Linked DNA regions of Xenopus laevis: region 1 is linked to region 2. Evidence: chromatin contacts called from public Hi-C data. All regions are on one chromosome and are shown on one strand. The core of a region is the stretch at or near the end of the contact, and the rest is flanking DNA. Distances in the headings are between cores, read along the strand shown. Region 1 overlaps LOC108707086 (beta-adrenergic receptor kinase 2). Region 2 holds the start of MGC84818 (crystallin, beta B2 like).

What was found. A called contact is a pair of places that touch in the nucleus more often than the background predicts.
Region 1: a contact with region 2 is called in a Hi-C map of the XTC cell line, with 3 times the contacts expected there. The contact joins the enhancer-like site here to the promoter of MGC84818 in region 2. A contact is called at or near these places in 3 of 4 Hi-C or Micro-C datasets (the XL177 cell line, the XTC cell line and animal cap).

The regions. Positions count from the first base shown.
Region 1 is chr1S:136,738,724-136,745,891 of Xenopus_laevis_v10.1, forward strand. It overlaps LOC108707086 (beta-adrenergic receptor kinase 2), which reads left to right. Exons shown (of 21, transcript XM_018244037.2): 12 at 1,719-1,813; 13 at 2,390-2,497; 14 at 6,301-6,367. Among protein-coding and RNA genes, the nearest start is that of LOC121399476, 52 kb to the right of the region's middle. Within about 2 kb of position 4,583, at least 1 of the 7 cell types and tissues checked has an H3K27ac peak or open chromatin away from gene starts, as enhancers often do.
Region 2 is chr1S:136,481,473-136,489,310 of Xenopus_laevis_v10.1, forward strand. MGC84818 (crystallin, beta B2 like) reads left to right here and starts at 1,355. Exons shown (of 6, transcript NM_001093022.1): 1 at 1,355-1,371; 2 at 4,383-4,454; 3 at 7,836-7,838. The coding sequence starts at 1,369.

The sequences.
Region 1 (7,168 bases), core at 3,333-5,832, 260 kb after region 2:
AGTGGTATTTGTAAAACAAATTGCTTAATATCCACTACAATGTAGTAGTTTTTTAATAATATTTAAGACTTCCCCTTAATTATCTTTAAAAATGGTCCCCTTTGGAATACACACCTCCATAAAAATCACCTTCTATGCAAGTCACCCCCTAGTTCCGTTACACTGAAAAACACAAGGGGTTGCCAACTGCTCAAGGGAATCACTTCAAGTATTTTCATATTTTTGGCTCCAACATGGTGCATCTTACAGCTTGATGTACAGCAATAGTATTTAGACACTTGACCACTTTTCTGTTTTTAAAATTGGGATTGAGATTTTATTGGAAACACACCACTGTCTAAATCTAGGCACTGTTTTTTTATTGCACAGTCCAATCCCAACCCCAGACTGGTTTTGCTTTGATTGGGGGGAGTGTAGCATGGGCAGACGTAACATATCCTACACTGAATTTTAGTTTACAATATATGTTAAGTAGTTAAGTAACTAAATTGTAAGGAAGGAATAAGAAATGTGCTGCTAGCATAAGTATTCAGTTCCCATGTATTATATTTTTGTAGAACCACCTTTTTTTGTTACAGATTGTTCATATGTCTGATGAGTTTCAGAATAATGCCACAGATTCTCAATTGGATATGGTGCTTTGGTTATTAGTAAGATCCTGTGCCCAATCTACAAGTAGAATATGCAATTCCTTTCAGTTTGGGAAGTTGTCAGTCTGGTTACACTGTTAAAATTAAAAGTGATTTTGGTTAAAGTTAAGGCATACCAATTCCTCATTGAAACACAAGCTAGACATACAATTTAAGATACTACACCGTCTATATGTCATCTCATTACATTATACTGAATGGGAAATGTAGAGAGTATAAAGCTAACTTCTTACACATGAAATAGGCATTCCTCAAAAAAAGGGAGATACTGGAATAGAGTAGTGGAACTTATTCAGGAAAAAACTACTTTTCTTAAAATCCAAACGGCACAAATACGTCCATTAGGTAAAATAGATGAGCTGGTCCCCCACAATGCAGGCCGAGACCTTGGGAGAACTTCATTATACTATGCTAGAAAACAGGTTATATTATACTGTATGGGTGATACAGACATACTGGTGCAACTTAATAAATGCTAACCTACCACTAATACAATTCACTGAGATCTAACAAACGTAGGAATATCGTGAGTGATTGGAATTTTGATTGGAGTTGACACCTATTGCAATGGGTATATATAATGGGAATACTCTGTATACTATTCCTATACATGTGAATGCATCATAGTATTGCTTTAAAGTCATGGAGGCACCCTTCAATCCTCCACAGTGTTGTGCAGAATACTGCTAACTACCAGTAAATGTACAGTCAACCTGATTCTTTAATCCATTGTAATATGTTGATGTATTTGTAATGCAGGAAACCCAATGTACTTCCCCAGCTCTGTTATGTATACAAAATAAAATTAAAGCCAGTTGCAAGATGTGAATGAGAGGAAAAATGGTTTCTGCTGAAATTATCAACATTTAGATTTTTAACTTACAGTATGATTATATCAGGGAATAAGGGGTTTACTTTCTGAAGCTTGTCTTATGATGAGGACTTCAGTGTAGCTTATCATATTATGAAAAAATAGGAATGGAATGTAGTATCTGTTTTTGGACGGTTTGGATGATTATTTTTTTGAGTATTGTTGAATTTCTCTAATATTGTCACTTTTATTTCCAGCCTGCAAACATTCTATTAGACGAGCATGGTCATGTGAGGATATCAGATCTGGGTCTTGCATGTGATTTTTCCAAGAAGAAACCACATGCTAGTGTGTAAGTACATTGTTCAGGTATCACTAATAGTAGTTTGTAGAAAGACTTCATTAATTCATAGAATTTAGTATCCTTACACGCCAACATATTTTTATTCAAAATTACAATAAAAAAAGAGTCACACTAGATAAAATCCATTATTTTAAACTAAGAAATATGTGTATCAGTTTACATTTTCCCTTTGGGTAAGTGTATAAATGATAAATATTAACTGGGCATTTAAACTGGACAATTTAAATACAGGTATGAGAACCTTTATCTGGAAAGCCTTTATACGGAATTCTAAAAACAGAGATATGTTTTTGATGTTGTGTGTTTTTTTTTTTTTTTAATTTCTGCCAAAAGTTGCCAATTATTATGATTAAATTTAGATGGAAATAGTTTTCAAGCAGCTGTCAACCTTAGAAATCATCAATGACTGCACTATTAAAATACAATCTCTTGATATACCCATTGTAAACCAAAAAAACAAAGTTTTGTGCCTAAATAATATTTAGCCTCAGTTTATTGAAAGATGTATATGTGTATATTGAGTAAAGCTTGTATTCTCATTTTTTTTCCTGTTTGGGATTTCAGAGGAACACATGGGTACATGGCTCCAGAGGTGTTACAGAAGGGAACAGCTTATGACAGCAGTGCAGATTGGTTCTCTCTAGGATGTATGCTTTTCAAACTTCTCAGAGGGTAAGTAACCTAATAGTTACCTAAGTAACAAATGTGTAAAATACACATCAGCGTATTTTTTCAACTCAAGTTGCAAACAGCAATTTTCCCCCTGATGCAGTGGAGAAGATGTGGTCACTACTGTCTGCCTTACAACCTTTAAGTCTGTGCTCATATAGGAAGGGTGCAAAGCTTATTTTACATTATAGGTAACACCCAAGACATGAAGTCATATCACCCTGGCAATACTACATCCTATATAAAGACCCTGCTTTCATCTATTTTTTTGTAGGTATTTTTTCAGAAAATGTGCATTAACAAAACTCCAATACTGTTAATACTAGTCTTAAATGCAATTGAACAGATATATTATCAAGACAAGAAATATGCTGTTATGGGATTTCTGATGAAAATTCTCTCGGATGATGGTTAATAAGTTGGGTAACGTTAAGCTTAGAAATGTTGCAGTACTGCAGAGCTGTCTGGCTTTTTAATGGGTAGAATTCTGTCTATGTAGCAAAATTTGTGCCCAAAATCTCAGCTTGCTCAAACTAATACAGCTTCCTTATGTGCTAAAGTAAGGGGGAAGCTAAGGTGAAATAGATCAGGCAAAATTCTGATGGTGCATGTTTTTATTTTCATAGCAGCAATAAGTGTCACAGGGCTGCATTGGGCTTCTACCTTAATTCCATCTGTGTTTTTGTTGCATTTTGATAATGTGAGAAAAGGGAAGAATAAAAGACAGAAAGGCTTCTCTGGATGTCAGAAAATGTTAATGTTTGGGGAAGTCAATGTGCTTAAATCACAAAAGGGACCTTCATTGTGCAGTGTATTTTAGGAACATTGGTTGGAAGATAGTTCAAGGTCTTTTTCTGAGCAAAAACAAAGGCCTATTTCAGAGAGAGCTATTCACAGATTAGTGAAGTAAGCTCTGTACTCTAGAATAATATAAAAGATTGCTAGGTGGGTCTGATAAACGCCCTGAAATTAAAAGATATAGGTGAAAGCATATATTTAGAGAATGAATGAGGCTGAAACCTCTATAGTCATTAAATGTGCTACAGTCATTTCTGTGCACCAGAACAAAGGAAAGAAAGTTTTGTATTTAAAGCAAGATACTGAAAGGGGCAGTTCATTTGAAATTAGCTTTTTTTGTGTGACAATGGTATTCAAAACTTCACATCATTTTTTAAAGTTTTTTTTAATGCTTTTGAAATACTCGAGTTCAGTTTGTACTTCAGTTTGTTACCTGCTAAGCACTTGAAGAAGCGATTTTATGTTGTTTACATAGAGGGCAGCGAGGTAAAGATGTTAAGATTGTGACCATTTTGGACCTGTATTTTTGGCTACAGCGCCACCAATGAGCATTAAACCTTGTGCAAGATATATAATATGTATAATGGAGTGCAGTTTGAACTATGCAATTGAAAAGTAGAACAATACTAAATGTATGGTACGCTAAAGGTTGCCTCTTAGTGTGGTAGTTCATTTATGTGAAGACTTTTTGCTTTCTCAAAACATATCTGGCTCATACATTTCCAAACCCCTCCCTTGCTCTCTTACTTTCAGCCCCTAAAACACAGTCCGCTTAAATGGGTGGATAATCTTATATTTTAAATTAAACAGCTACATTATTTCTTTGATTCTCATGGTTCATTTAGTCACTACATGCGGTATAAGTGTGTGTGTGTAGCATATATGCTTCCCAAGGCATACTGTAATAAAGCGTATCTAGTTCTCATCCTTTATATTGTACAGTTAAACCTCAATTTTACATACCCTAAGGTTTTTCCTCGTTCGGCACCATTTTTTTCTGGTCCCCTGAAAACCATAACATGATGATTCTACTGTATAAACTGTATTTTTGGAGGGGATTAGATCAGTTTTAATTGTTTTGGTCTATGAATCTTTATTCACACTTGCATTTGATGCCTGGCTTCTCTCTCTGTGTATTATCTTTGATTCCAGTAGCATTGTTAGTCTCTCTTATGTGGAAACAGCTGCTTGCTTGCTTTAAAATAAGTTTCCACCTGAGTTGACACATGAATTCAGCATTTGAGCACCACTGTAACTTCAGAACAAACTGAACAAAGACTTCCAGCTGAGTAGTCACAGTGAGCTTGTCTCTGAAAGGGCAGGATTCCCCTTTAGCAGCCTTACTGCATGCTTTACATATGTTGCATTTATTACTGATCATTTCTTTTAGAGTTTGAGTAAGGCATTTAACTTATTGTGACTTGTTACAGGGGGTGAAATCTGTGACCACTCCCCATTCCTTTCCCCAGATATTACCATTTGTATGGTGTTTTCATTAGCAGCAGCTCTTCCAAATGGGGCAAAAAAAAAAATAGAGACAATTCTCTGTTTTCATCCCTTTAATGCAATGTTGTTCCCAGAATTCCAGCATTGTGCACCCCCTGCTGTTCAACACCTTGGGTTCATACATCGTGCCTATAAGTAATTGCTCTTCAGTATCACATGAACTTGGGGACACAAAAATAGTAAGTGCAAGTGAAATGCATAAAGGAAGCTTAGTATTTTACAACTAAATTCAATAGCAGCTTTACGCCTCTGCACACTGCGCCTTTTATCTTCTAAATTTTAACTCATGCAACTGGCACCTGGTTTAAGGGCAGCTTGTTTGTGTATGATATTTAAATGTGCTAAAAAATCTATAAGCCTTGCAATATCTTTTTGACTTGTGACACCAACATTACAGTATAAAGTGTGTAAAGCAAGTACTCATTATACTGCATGGATATACTGCATAAAAATAGTGTTCAACTCCGAAAAATGAAATGTCTTCATGTACATTTGATAATACGGAAGTCAGAATGTCTGAAACCCTCTAAATGTTTGGGTAACAAAACATAAAAATACCATTGCCTGTACAGTCCCTCTAAACTTTCATTTACAATGTTATCATATTTTTCTCCAGTCAGCCCATCCAATGGTTTCTATATATATATATATATATATATATATATATATATATATATATATATATATATATATATATATATATATATATATATATATATATATATTCAGAAGTTATCGATTAAATAATAGCATTTGAATCCTTCATTTATAGTCGTAAATATGGATCATCTGTTGTCATCTGTTTTTATTTTATGTTCTTATTCTGTGTTTAGCCTTGCCTTCTACTTCATATTCACCTTTATTTGTAAGCTGTTGTATTTTGTGTGTGTTTTTTTTTACCCATTTTCTGCCTGAATCTGACCTTGCTTTGTGCCCTTGATAATTCAGAAATGGAGGTCTGTACCGCCCTCTGGTGTAGGAAAACAGACTGTATTTCTTTATGTGGAGTCTTTGATATAATTCTATTCTGTATTTTGTCTTATCAAAGATGGTGCTATTTATCCCAGCCAAACGCAATTAACTATAGCTGACATTGTGCTGAGACTCTTATGTCATAGTGTGCCTTTTCTAAGGTGTCCGTCATAAAACGGAAGACTATTTATAGCAAGAAACACACCAGGAATAATTGTTATGCCAGGCATTAACAAAGGTAATTAGATACAGACATTGTTTATCATTAATAAAATTAGGTGTCAATCTTGTGTCACGGGGCACTATCTTGTGCTAAATGATTTCTAATGAACCCAATTAATATTGCAAATATATTCCTATTAGCATGTTTCTCCACTGCATTAAACTGATTTTGCTTATTTGAAACGAAATGTCATTTATTTCTTTTAAAAAAAATTGCCAGGTTGAGCTAGAACTTGTTCTTTTGTGTGGTGCTTTCAGATTAGTTTTCTTGATTTTCTTACTCATTCCCTTTTTCTCTCTTTTTCCAGTCACAGCCCTTTCAGACAGCACAAAACCAAAGACAAACACGAGATTGACCGCATGACACTTACCATGGTAAGATTAATCAAAATGTTGTTGCAGACTCCTGAATCAATAGGTTCTTATAAGAGAGCTGCTCAAGAAAAATAGCCATGTACCTTGTCTCATGCCCCTTCTTCTGCTTTTACATTGTAAGCTTGATTGTACAGAGCTCTCTCTACCTCTTGTATTTATTATAAACTCCATTGTTTATGTAATCTGTGTGTTCAACGTATACACTAGTGATGTGCAGCACTTGACCCTAACCCACCACTCTGAACTTGTACCCGACCCAGCCCATTGGTCTGCTTCCATTTATATATATATCTCTGATGTCAGTGGGGGGAGGCAAGTGCCTATAAATAGACACCGCTGGAAGCGGCACACACTTGTGTCACGGACAGGAAGGGTGGCAGGATGAACTTGGCCCACACCCACCTGAAGCCGAATTCTTTGTGCATGTATAGTAGTGATGTGCGGGTCTGGATTTCCACGACCCGCACCCGATCCTAACCCACCCTCCCTTGGCCCGCACCCGCACTTCTGGGTTGCTTTTATAGTCCTATGCTGACCTGCCCCGCTGATGACATCACCAAAGGGGTGGGATGAGCAGGCGCATCGTCTATAAAAGACGAACCCGGAAGCCGGCATTTGACGGTGGTGGGCAGGGAGAGCAGGAGAAGAGTTCAACCCGCAGCCACTTGCGGAGAATCATGCAGGGTCGGCCCAAACCAGCCCAACCCGCAGTTATCAGGTCGGCCCGCACATCACTAGTATATAGGCCGAACTCGACCGACCTACAGGTATCGGGCCGGCCCGCAGTTAACTAGTATAAAC
Region 2 (7,838 bases), core at 105-2,604:
GTGGCCTCCTTTCTCTCCTGTGCATTGGCCAAGGGCTGGTTTCCAGTCTAGTATGTGCTGATCCACGTAATCTTGTGACTTCACTGGATAAAGGACACCACACTATTTTCCATCCCACAATGTGGGGAATTTAAACCAAATCTGTATCTTGCGGTGGGATATCCATACTGATAGGCCTTTATTTACTACAGCTCCCAGACGTGATTGGGAGCTAAATGGTATAGTTCTACAGCTTGCTTTAGATTATTTTTATTTCCCTTCACTTTGGAGGTTTGACTTTCCTGCATTGCCCAGTCTCTCTTTCTATTTAAATACTGAAGTGTTAAATGTGCTGTTTATTCTAGACATGCCTGTTCTTTTATCTAAAAAGACTTGAATTTATGAAAAGCCTGCTGGGATGCTTTTGCTCCATTCATGAAACACAAGTAATGGCTCCTAAAGCCCGACAGCGAATACATCAATACTACTCATCTGTATTACATATTAATAGGGATTAAGATTTACCACAGCAGGCAATCAGATCACACTTAGGTCATTGTGATTGTAGTTATCGTTCCCAAGAAAACTGATACAATGAAAACACAAATACCCAGAGCATCGCATGCTTCCAGTAGAAGTGGTAGGCAAGTGTGCAGTGAAGATATTGAACTACACGTCACATGTGGCCAAAGTATGGACTGAAACAACAAACAGAGCCACATGAATGGTTTCTTTTCTGCCATCAAATAACATATTTGTTTCACACAAGGTGTTATGACATAGTAGGAACAATATTTCGCACTATTCTCCTTTTCAGAAAACCAGATATACGTGTTTCCTTTGTTTTGGATTATGTCAGCAAACTTGTGTGTTTTTTTTAATATGATAAAGGTATTGACAACAGGTTTTTAGCCAGATACAGCAGCTATTAAAGGGACATGCAGACTCATCTCCCAATAGTAAAGTCTTCTTCTACACTTGTGTTCCTTTGATAGATTCAGGTTTTTGGGAGAGATACAGTTTTTGGCTCTAAAAGGCCTGAAACGAGGCTGGCTGCTGGAATTATTGATTCAATGAGATGTTCCAGGTCTTGGCATTCAGAGGGCTGATGCATGCAAAGTTCAAATCTCCTACCCGCTAGACCAAACAATGGCGCCCTGGGTAAATTTGAAAGCTAATGAAATAATTCTCTGACTCTATGCTTCTTATAACAATGGGGGCCGTGCATCAGCAGAGCTGGGTTTTCATCAGAACTGTAATCCAGTATGATCGCTTTGCATCACGCTGGAACAATTCTGTAAATAATCCCGGCATCGCTGCCTTAACCCATGCAGTATAAATGGAACCAGAAGGTCTCAACCTTTCACTGGAACAAGCAGGTACTGGGATACGGTAAGAGTTGGCTACTTCTCTGTGTGTCTTACTTCTGCTAAGGCCAGCAACGCCTTTGTGTTCTTCAGTTGTTTATTATAGGCCTAGAAAGCTGGTGAATATTATAAAATATCATGGCTGATGATATAATCACTCATGGCTACAAAATGCATACTAACAAATCCAAAGAAACCTGTTGTGTCCACTAAAAGGGGCAATCATTTGGGAGTTGTAACCTTATAATAGCAAACTTATGACCTGCATTCATTTCACCTACAACTGCTTTCCTCTCATTGAACAGATATGGGCTCTGATTTAATAACTGATTAAATATAGGTTTTCCAACATTTTTATTGGGTTTTCCAAAAACAAACAAGATTTACATTTCACAACACAAGACGAGTATGATTAAGCTATTTAACTCGTTTTCCTTATGGCATTTTCTTTTTAAACATAGATATAATGAATTTACTCAGTCTGGGCATAATGAAATATATTCAATATACTGTATATAATTCCAAGTAAATGGTATCTATCAACACCTACAGGCAATGGGCTCAGTACAATGTCACGGTCACCCCAAAAGCACAAATTCTTCCTGAGAGCTCCATCATTAAATAAAAACCACAAGATGCTGCTTTTGGCTTGGGTGTAGAGGCCGCATGACTGACGAGATGTAAATAGCATAGATAATTACATTTGGTACTGAAATTAAGAAATAGAATTTTACCAGGAAGCAGTCTTGTGATATTCATATTAATGCTGGCTTAATCAGATTAAACAGTTTTGCTAAATGGAAAAAAAGAGAACATATCTTCCCATGGCAGTTTCTATTGCACTTTTCAGCCCGATTCAACATTTTTGCCCAACAAATGGATTTTGAAATTTCTAGACCAGTAACATTGTGATCAATATTACATGGCAAGACAAACACATCCACAACAACAACATTTAACAGCATATATTATAGCCATGCTATATATCCACAGACATTCCTAAAATGCAGGGCTCATTTCTTAGGGAGATGTCAAATTAGTGTATGAGAGCATGGACATCTTCTGGACTGATATCTAAGGTCAAATCATTATCATTATTATAAACAAGCATTTATATAGTGCCAACATATTCTACCACATTGTACAACATACAATAGGTCAATTTTACAGGTATGGGACCTGTTATCCCGAATGCTCGCAGATATATAGAAGCAAAACTCGCACGGTGGCAATACAAAACCACGTCCGGAGACTTGTATGCATATATAGGAACATCAAGTACCAAGAAATACCAGTGAAGCAATGTAGCAACCAGTAAGATAAAGGAGCTAGAACTGCAGTAATTCTAAAACTTTAGATTTGTGCCTAGCATCAATTTAATCAAGAAAAAGAGAGACCAGTAAACTATAAACCTGAGATTCAAGTGGGGTTTATCTGTAAGTAATAAAAAGTCACTTTTTCCAGCATAATTGTTTTAGATGTGATAAAATGTCCTTTAAGGAGGGGGTAACCTCCAAAATCCAGAACAGGAATAAAGCTTTTTTTTGTAGCAACCGTAAAATGGAGGATTAAATTAGAGATCAGATTAGAATTAAATTGACAATGTCTTTCCAAGGAAAAAGACTGTGAACTGATATTTAAAAGGCCGTAAATTGGAATCAGAACGATGTCTATATTCAACTTAGAACAGATTAAATCTCTTAAAGGGGTTGTTCACCTTTAAATAAACTTTTGAGAGAGAGGGATATTCTGAAACCATTTGAAATCGGTTTTCATTTTTTATTATTTGTGGTTTTTGAGTTATTTAGCTTTTTATTCAACAGCTCTCCAGTTTGCAATTTCAGCAATCTGGTTGCTAGGGTCCAAATGACCCTGGCAACCATACATTGATTTGAATACGAGACTGGAATATGAATTGGATTGGCCTGAATAGAAAGCGGAGTAATAAAAAGTAGCAATAACAATAAATGTGCAGCCAGAGCATTTGTTTTTTAGATGGGGTCAGTGACCCCCATTTGAAAGCTGAAAAGCGTCAGAAGAAGGCGGCAAATAGTTTGAAAACTATAAAAAGAGAAAAAATGAAGACCAATTCAAAAGTTGCTAAGTATTGGCCATTCTATAACATACTAAAATTTAACTTAAAGGTGAACCACCCCTTTAATCCTTGCCAGACCGATTTGTACATACCTTCTACACAGCACATGTATAATATAGCATCTGTGTTACAGTCTATTTTATAAACATACAGTTTATTTTATACAGGTATGGGATCCATTATCCAGAAACCCATTATCCAGAGAGCTCTGAATTACTGAAAGACCGTCTCCCATAGACTCCATTATAATCAAATATTCCAATTTTTTTTAAATTATTTCTTTTGTAATAATAAAACAGTAGCTTGTACTTGATCCAAACTAAGATATAATTAATCCTTATTGGAAGCAAAATCATCCTATAGGGTTTATATAATGTTTACATAATTTTCTAGTAGACTTAAGGTATGAAGATCCAAATTACAGAAATATCCATTATCTGGAAAACCCCAGGTCCCGAGCATTCTGTATAATAGGTCCCATACCTGTACTTTGCTATCAGTTATTTGAAATACAATAATGAATGCTCTGCTTGTCTTGAGCCATGTTATTATGCAATGCAAAAACGAACAAATTCTTAGATGGTGAATTCATTGTGCATGTCTGCACTGCTGTGTTCAAGCTTCAATACTGTGGCCCAGGCACATAGGACAGGGGTGAATATAGCACAATGCTGATCCATCTGTACATTTGTCCTGAACTTCAATAATGTGTGCAGCAAGAGCTGTTGCAACCCTTTGCATAGAGTGAGAGGGAAACGATTGAGAGTTTGGAAAATAATCCTGCGAATACATTTTCATTATATCTTTATCAGCCTTTTAGCACTGCACATATATGGCTGTTGCTGAGGGATTAGACAAATCTAACCCCTCAGCAACAGCCATATATATTTCATGGAATTGCCTCTCCAGTATATTTACAACAAACAATCTAATGTCTCTAGGAACAGAACATCAACATAACAATGGCATCTGATCATCAAACTTCAGGCACCAAACAGCAACAGAATGCCAAGGTACGCCCAGCAGCCCATTTCTGTCTGTTTTGTGATGTGATTAACATAATAATGTACTGTTAGCACTAAACCTGAAGAGACAGCATGTAGGAGATCATACAATGTGATGTCAAATAGGCTCTGAAACATTCACTACAGCTCCCATCATTCTGTACCTAAGCAATTCCCAACATGAGACATGAGATACAGATTTCTGTTTCTGTAGAAAAATGAAAAGTGCACACAATACATACTATATAGGGAGATATTGGAAGGTTTATATTACCATGCCCATAGCCATTTAAGAAGTAAGAAATGAGCAAGGCAGGCCTGTAGATATCTCTATAGTAGTGATGGGCGAATCTGGGCCATTTTGCTTCGCCAAAAAATAAAACGCATTTAAGTCAATGGTTGTCAAAATAATTTTGACGCGTGTCAATTTTGACGCAAGCGACAATTGTTATACGCATGTCTATTTGGTCCAAATGCATTAAAGTCAATGGGCGTCCAAATAATTTAGACGTGTGCCAATTTTTATGTGCGCGCCAATTTTGACGTGCAGCATTTTTTTTTTGATGCGGAGATATTTTGGCTGGGAATTGTTGCCACAGTTTTGTGAATTAATTCAAACTGCGGAAATTCGCAGCAAGTTCGTGTCTGGCGAAATTATTCGCCCATAACTACTGTATAGACATCTTGATAGGACATTTATTAAATAATACTTTATTGAGATTTGTAAAGTGATAAGAGGGAGGAAGAGAGGGGGGAATATGAAGACAAAAGGAAAATGAGAGGTAGTGGTAATCAGCATATTATTAGACAATCATTTAGTGAGTATAACATCATCATCATTTAATACAATCTGACCCTCAGACATGTGGAATGTTAACTATAGTGACCACTGCTTCACTGATCTAGCCTAGGATAGAGGGGCAACTTAATGAAGTGGAGGAAATGGAAAAGGAATCATTCTTACATATTGAAGTGCTTTTATGTGTCAAGTAAGCTACGTTGAGGAGCCTTCAGGGACAATTATAATAGATTGGAAACCCGGTTAACTCTAGTTATGCAAACGTACAAACAATGAAATAGGTGGGGTGTAAGGGCTAAACTCCACGAGTGTTTTGTAGCATGGTGTCGGATCCACAAAACGCATCCGGGCAAGTCAGATGGTGTCTCATGGGTCAAAATATAAAGGGAATGATACAAAAACCTGATGCATAAACTACATGTAAAATTTTCTATCCAACACGACACAACTGTCAGATGTGAATGCTGCATGCTGTGTCCTTATCCGACAAAATAAAAACAGATGTAAACACATTATGAAAATACTCCATCTGACTATATCTGATCCGACTTTACATTCTAGCCCATGGGGATCAGATTTTGTAGCTTCGCACATAATCTTGTGCTGTTGCATGGAGGCTCAAATAAAATCTGTCCCATGAAATCTGATAAAAAGCGGCTGGGGAGATTTACCCGTAGAATTTGCCTGTTTATGGTCAAATACTCCTTGAAATTAAATTTTGTAACGTAAGGCACCCCAACTTGTTCCAGCATCTTTCCCATTAAAAACGAAACTAAAACACATATATACATAAGGCTTCTACATCCAAACATATATAGTTTGGATAGTTATTTTATAGTATGTATAGTATATGCTATAAAAACATTTGGAGAACTTTCACAAATTCATAGAGAGTGAGTGAGACTGTGCAGATTAAAACGTAATAAGTGATAAAACAATTGTACCATGCGTGGGAAGTAATCTAATTCAGAGCTGTCTGATGTAGTTTGAAGCAGGGATAATCATCTTCTTGTGAGCCCTGCAGTTTGTGCAGCCCCCTTATCAAGAAATATGTCCATTTGATTTGTGTGTGTGTATTGGTCAAAGAAGAAAACTGGCCTCACTAATGGCCTTATTTCTGTTGAGTGGTTAAGCCAGTTGGTTCACAGTCAGGTTTATTGAATATATTGCAGTTTGGCCCATGTGAGGCTAGTGGTGTGTATTTGTGTTTGTGTGTTCATTTGTACCCAGTGGGATTTTAGGGGCCACAGAAAAGTCTTAGGAGATTAGCCTGTATATATTTAAATACATTATTCATGTGTATTTTCTTTTTATTTCACTTTGCACCTTATAAAGATATATAACATGATATGGCGTTGGTCCTTGGTAGACATCTGCTGCCTTTATTATAGCAGTGAGCTTGGGGCTATACACAATTGACTTTTGGATAAATAAATTGTGGGATCAAAACTGTCTATTATAGGCATATTATAGGTGCCCACGTCATCTGCCTAGGAAATTGGAGATCCCCCGCTAGGATTCAGGTTATAAGATGAAGTTTTATGTTTTTAGTTACATTTAGGTGTTTATATAATAGTAATTAATTCTTACCTTGATTGACACTCTATTTTGGCTGCTTTATCAGGGGATGTGATCTAGTATCTCTTGAAATACTGGATTATTTGCAATTTTAAGAGATTCAGTTGATTAATACTTGTTTTTAGCTAGATAAGCGATATCTGCTTGTATGTTATTTATTTGCAAAGGATCAGATATCGATGTAGATACGAAGAACAAATATTTAAGGTGTTAAGACTGTATACATGGATTTGATATTATTCTCCACACCCCTTGTCTATATAGAATTCCAGAAAAGGAACAGCAGCAGTTCTGCTTACCAGAATATTACCTGCTCTATGAAATCTGTGGCCTATTTTAAGCAAATATATATTTGTATACAGGCCTGCATGGATGTCTCTCCATTACTGATCTAAATGTACTTAATGTATAATGCATGTCTTTGGGGTTTCTGCACACACAGCTTTAAAGAGCAAATCCTGCTTCTGAGTAAAATCTATTTGGATGTATATATAAAATATTTACATTTATATTTAGTTTCACTTATTTTTAGCTCAGCGTTTGTATTGTTTTGCTTTTGATGCATAGCACTTGGCACCAAGATAAAGCAACTTTATATATCTTATATATTAAGAAACACAAATTTGCACCAGGTCTAATAACCCGTAGCGACCTATTGTTTGCTTTCAACAAGTTACCAGTAAATGCTACCTGTTGATTGGTTGCTAGACTTTTATTACATTACCCCCCATTACTGCACAGCCAATCTGGTTGCTAAGGTTGATGCCTCCTGTCCTTAGCCAATGATGTCCATAGGCTACTACAAATTCTACTTTATGCAGAAAAAAGAATACTTCTCTAAGTTGGGGGTCCCTCTGACCCCTCCAATTTGTATAAGGTTAGGTTGAATAACTTTCAGCTCTCCACATATTATAACCCACAAGATCCAAAAGCCAGCCTTATTTTATGAATGTAGGAACCCCCTCCCCCAGTTGACAATACCCCTGCAAAATAAATCTGCCTTTTATTTGCAGCTT